Regions from separate parts of the Mus musculus genome. Here region 1 is linked to region 2. A link is a contact called in public Hi-C data. All regions are on one chromosome and are shown on one strand. The core of a region is the stretch at or near the end of the contact, and the rest is flanking DNA. Distances in the headings are between cores, read along the strand shown. Region 1 holds the start of Onecut1 (one cut domain, family member 1). Region 2 has its middle 40 kb from the start of Gm40533.

Region 1 (2,700 bases), core at 157-2,656, 190 kb before region 2:
GACCCGACTTGAGTTTGCTCCAGGGCTTGGGGTTTCGCAGCAGGTCCGAAAGGGTCCCCTGGGAACGGCAGAGCACCCTCTGCGCGAAGATGGCCTGTGGGATGCTGTAACGTTTGAGCTCGGTGGTGATACGCTGCGCCACCTCTTTGGTATTGATCTCTTCCATCTGCCCTGAATTACTTCCATTGCTGACCTGCGCGCCGGTCACCGAAGGGTTGGGCTCTCGGGCTGTGCCCAGGAGCTGTCCGTGGCCCTGGGCATTCAGGTGGGCATGAGGATGGTGCGGAGGAAGGCCGTTGATGGGTACCATGCCGGCCGAGGTGGGCGTGAGGTGCTGCTCCCCGTGGCGACCGAGCATGGCAGGGTGGTGGGCTTCAAAGCCATTTGGGGTGAGCATCTTGTCGGTGGGCATAGCCGCGCCGGGATGAGCATAGTGGGGAAGTCCTTGCTGGGAGTTGTGAATGCTGCCCAGACCGGAGCCAGAGAGGGGCGAGAGGCTCTGGCCCATGCCAGCCACGTCCTTGTGGTAGGGGGTATAGAGGTTATTCATAGAGGCCAGCCCGCGCTCATCCCGCATAAGTGTGAAACTACCGCTCACGTTGCCCGCCAGGCGCTGGTGGTGGTGTGGGTGGTGGTGGTGATGGTGGTGGTGATGATGGTGAGGGAACTTGTCGGACACGGTGGAGATGGGCGGCAGCGGCTGCAGAGGGGTTAAGGTAGTGTAGGTGGTGGGCATGCTCATACCTGGGGGAGTTTCACAGGCCATGGTCATGGTGGGGTGCAGGGGGCCAGCCAAGCTGTGCTCAGGGGCGCGGTGGTGGTGGTGGTAATCGCTGCCTCCGCTGCCGCCGTCCAGCAGGGACGCCATGCCCATGGAACGCGGGTGCGCGGGAGGCAGGTGGCTGCCGCGGTGTCCCACGGAGCTGCGCGCGTGAGGGCTGCCGCCCAGCAGGTCAGCAGGGGCGGGCACCGGCTCATGGCTCACCCCGTGCAGCTCGCCGATCGCCTCCATGGTCAGCTGTGCGTTCATCGTGATGCGGGCGAGCGGGCTGCAACATCGATGTGGCCGGGCAGAGGCGGCGAGGGGCGCAAGGAGTCCAGTCTTCACATCGGCTGCCTGCGACTGTGGCCTTTCTTCCTCTCACTGTGGGGATCTGTGTCTCTCGCTCTCTCTGTGTGTGTCTTGCCTTCTCTCTTGCTCCCACCTTCCCCTCTGTCTTTTTTTTTTCTTTTAATATTAATTTCCAAAAAGGACCCGTGCTGTTGGGAGAGCGCGGTACCCCTAGCCCACCCAGCCCGGCCCCCTCTCGCCCCTCTTCTTAGAATCCTGCTGCCCCAGGCTCCCTTGACGCGGCCCGTGCGCCTGCCGCGGCTGCTGCCTGCCTGTGCCGCCCGCCAGCTCGAGCCATGGCTCGGTTACTGTTGCAGACTGTGGCTGCGATTCCGTAGCCGCCGCCGCTGCCGCTGCCCGCCCTCACGCCCGCCGGGCGTAGCGCGCATGCGCGCTTCCAGGCCCCGCCCCCTCGGTCCCAGCGCTCCGTGACGTCCCAGCACAAATGAACCGAGGGGGTGGGGTGGGGGTGGGGGGGACAGAGCTTTCTCAGCGGCGCCGAATGGCCCGGGATCAGTGAGCACGTGCACGGGACGCGCGCAGAGTGCGACCTGGAGCCGCCTCCACAGTCCTCGGAGACTTGCTACCTCCTGGTCTTCCTCACTACCTCCCTCTCTCTTTCCATCCGGACTTTCTTGCCTGGTTTCTGTCACCGTGAGCCAGCTAGGTTTGAGAACCAGAGCCCCTGAGTCTGAGTTGCTAGTTCCCGGTACAGGTTACCGGCGGGGAGTAGAAACTATGTCATGGCCCAAAGCCCACTCGCCCATTGGGCTTTATTCCCTAGAGGATCGCTGGAGACCAACTCATTCACTGTCCTTAAATAGTTGTCCTACGGGGACTTGGGACGTGTATATACCCTGAAGGCCTAGGTCGGGACGCTGTATCCCGAACTGCCATCCATGATCCTCTCAAGTACTCCTCGAACTACCTTTCTCCATCTGAGCCCGGGGCCGAGGAGCACTCAGGAATCTGTGCTCAGTGAGGAGCACTCAGATCGAGGCCACCCCTCACTGTCCCAGACCTCAAAGAAGGTCTGTCACTTTGCTCCCAATTAAGATAGCTCTCCCACTTTGGATAACTCTGCTTGGGGGATACTGAGGGAGACAGGAGAGAGGGCCTGGTTAGCATGGAAGGGGGCGGGGGGGGGGGGACGGAGCTGGTTTTTTAGTTACTCCACAGCCTTTCTAGAAAAGAACCTAGAGGCTTGGAAGAAGTACCCCACGCAGGCAGAGTGCACGCGGCTGAGCCGAGCGGCTTGGACCGCAGGGACGCTTTCCTTTTCCTGGCGTCCCTGCAAGAAGCCTCCAGATTTGAAAATCAATTCAGCTTTGGGCATAATTGTGCCCCTGTCACAGTCACGCTCCAATCCGGAATTGAACCCGGGCCTTCAGCCTGGTGGGGACGCGTGGGGAGGCCCCCAGTGTGGGACACACACCCGGCCGCCACATGCCGCGGCTTTCTTTTATTTACAAAAGAAAGAAAGAAAAAAGTCCGTAACAAAAGGCAGAGCCTTGTCTGCTTAGGTGCTTTTATCCCTTGGAGAAAGGACAGATGTGCCCATTGTCAGGCCCTTGGCAGTTACGGCCGGG
Region 2 (2,700 bases), core at 191-2,690:
CACTTGGAGGGACTCAGAGACTTCTGCACACCAACTGAAAGTGAAATCTTCCCAGTGTCCGAGGAGCTGGCCAGAAGCAAATCCTTGGGCACCAGAGTTCTGTATAAAGGGGGATTGTGGTTGGAGAAGGATGGCCTACACCCAGTTTTACTATTCTTCTTTGGCCAGGTTTGCGTCTATTTGGAAGAATGAAACAATAAAACAGCAGTGCATGATTTTCTTCATAAAAATCTACCTACACCCCTGTTGTATCAGGTTATTCATATGAACTCTATGTTTAAGAACTTTTGGTGAAATTTCTTTTAATTAATTTCTTAGGTTAGCATAGAGTAATGGATTTCACCATGGTGTTTTCTTACATGTACTTTGCTGTGTTCTCCTCCCCCACTGTCCTTCCCCCTGTTCCCTATCTCCCTGCTCTGCCTCGTTCCTTCTCTTTCTGCGAACAGTTCCCCCTCTTGCTTTCCTAGCACATGGATTAATCATTGGACAAGTTCTTGGTAGTTAAATTGACTGACTGATGTAAAAATCTCTTAAAGACTAATCAAATTACTTCATATTTGCGGATATGGTCGTTTGACGGCAGCTCACTTTTGTTTTACAATGATTAGATCCTAAAATGGTTAAGTGGCAGGCTTGAGTTGTAACATTGAATTCAGCCTTGAAACTGGTCGGCTAATTGACACTCTGCTCATCATTGCAACACTTCAGAGCCCCAAGACTGACCACAGTCTGCCTAACTCAGCTGGAACAGATACTGGAAGCTTCAGTGATTGTTCCCTGAACCAAGGGAAGTTCCAATCATTGAGGACTGTTCACACGCTGACCTTGTAGTACAATCATTGGCAGCAAAGAAAATCCAGTCCGCCTGTGTTCCTTGGCCACACTGTGTTCAAGGGAACAACTTGCCTGAAGGCAAAAACCAGACCAACCAAACCAAACCAAATAAGACCCGATCAAGCCAAAGTACCAAACCAGCACAACCGACCAATTAATCCAAACCACATCAAATCACTCCAGACTCTAGCAAAGCAACGAATGGAGATCAGGTCAGACCAAACCCAACCTGGTGTATGAACTCTGAGGAAGCACCAAAACTGGATCTAGATGATTAATCTCTTCTGAGCATGAGGGAATAGCATGTTGTGATTGATACACACCAACCCTAAGTCTAACATACACTTCCGGCTTTGTGAGTCTTCTACATCCTTTACTTACTGTATCACCCCTCCCCATCCCCGGGGACATTTTGCTGTTCTAAACAAGGGCAGAACTCCATTGGTCTTATCAAGTTTTGCTGCACTCTGACAACCTTTGACCAGTTATGTCCTGCTTTCTTTTCCAGGTAGTAGCATTGGGAAATTAAACACAACATGGAAGGGACAGATCCTCTATGGGACACTAACTGCGTAACACTTGGTTTTGATTTAGTGGGTTGGAAGCTGCCCAGAGTCCGTGCCCTTTGCTTAGCATATGTGGGGGATAGGTCAGTGCTGCTTAACTAGCATATTAATTCAAGTGCTTCCTCTCAAGTTTGGCATTTGGACTCTGTTCGTGGAAAACATTGACATTTGCTTTCTGGTGAAGAGGACGGTACCTTAGACTTTGGGCCACTTTCAGATGATGTATTCATGAGATGCTCATCATGATAAAGGTGCCCAGGGAACAAATTATGTTCAGTGTTGATTTAACCTTGGTGAAGCATGCCTAGCTCCAACCTTTGCTCTTGGTAGAACATCTGGGTATACTGTTCAGTCTTGTTTTCTCTTGCAGCCCAGCTCCCACATGCCTGCAGGGCAATGGATTTGCCAGCCTGGCCTCCTATCAGACCCCCCATGGTGGCCTATGTCATTGGTCAGCACTCAGAAGAGTAGCTTACCATCAGCTTGTGCATCACATGCTACCATAGAGGACTGCAATGTCTCCATTGAATCTGTAAGACGGCAAGTTTGAATGGCTAGGATATAAAATGCCAGTCAAGTCAGATAAATCAAATAATTATTACTCTTAAAAGAGAAGTCTGAGCAAGAATTGAGCAATGCTAAGTGTCTTGTCCATTCAGTCACCTTACAACATTACTCTTCATGGTCCATGAATTTGAAGTGGTTTTTAAAATTTAGTTTTATTGTATTTAACTGAAAGGTAATAATTACATCTACTTATCTGATACATGTCCTGTTTTGATCTACATATTCATCAAGAAACATGTGACTGGAATTATTATCATATCTATCATCTTCATTAACTTGACAGCTTTTGTGGTAACAGCATTATTATAAGACTAAGTGTATTCTTGGGCTGGAGATGGAGCTCAGTGGGACAGTGCTTGTTTAGCAAACACAGGCTTAGGATTCAATCTCAAGATCATAAAATGAGGAGTCTTGCCCAACACCCGCAAGGGTCCACACGGGACTCCCCACGGGACCCTAAGACCTCTGGTGAGTGGATCACAGTGCCTGCCCCAATCCAATCGCGCGGAACTTGAGACTGCGGTACATAGGGAAGCAGGCTACCCGGGCTTGATCTGGGGCACAAACCCCTTCCACTCCACTCGAGCCCCGGCTACCTTGCCAGCTGAGTCGCCTGACACCCGCAAGGGCCCACACAGGATTCCACACGTGATCCTAAGACCTCTAGTGAGTGGAACACAACTTCTGCCAGGAGTCTGGTTCGAACACCAGATATCTGGGTACCTGCCTT

Evidence for each region. A called contact is a pair of places that touch in the nucleus more often than the background predicts.
Region 1: a Hi-C map of liver shows a contact between it and region 2, with 4 times the contacts expected there. The contact joins the promoter of Onecut1 here to the enhancer-like site in region 2. A contact is called at or near these places in 5 of 39 promoter capture datasets (embryonic stem cells, hippocampal neurons, liver and 1 more), 7 of 484 Hi-C or Micro-C datasets (all in liver), 4 of 115 datasets of contacts at active chromatin or transcription factors (hepatocytes, kidney and liver) and 1 of 9 other capture datasets (embryonic stem cells).

The regions. Positions count from the first base shown.
Region 1 is chr9:74,860,627-74,863,326 of GRCm38.p6, reverse strand. Onecut1 (one cut domain, family member 1) reads right to left here and starts at 1,406. Exons shown (of 2, transcript NM_008262.3): 1 at 1-1,406. The coding sequence starts at 1,030. It overlaps Gm33562 (a long non-coding RNA gene), which reads left to right and starts at 191. Exons shown (of 4, transcript XR_870924.1): 1 at 191-265.
Region 2 is chr9:74,670,516-74,673,215 of GRCm38.p6, reverse strand. No RefSeq gene overlaps it. Among named protein-coding and RNA genes, the nearest start is that of Gm40533, 40 kb to the left of the region's middle. Within about 2 kb of position 1,440, at least 3 of the 459 cell types and tissues checked have an H3K27ac peak or open chromatin away from gene starts, as enhancers often do. A contact at or near this core is called in hepatocytes and liver, where this site is marked.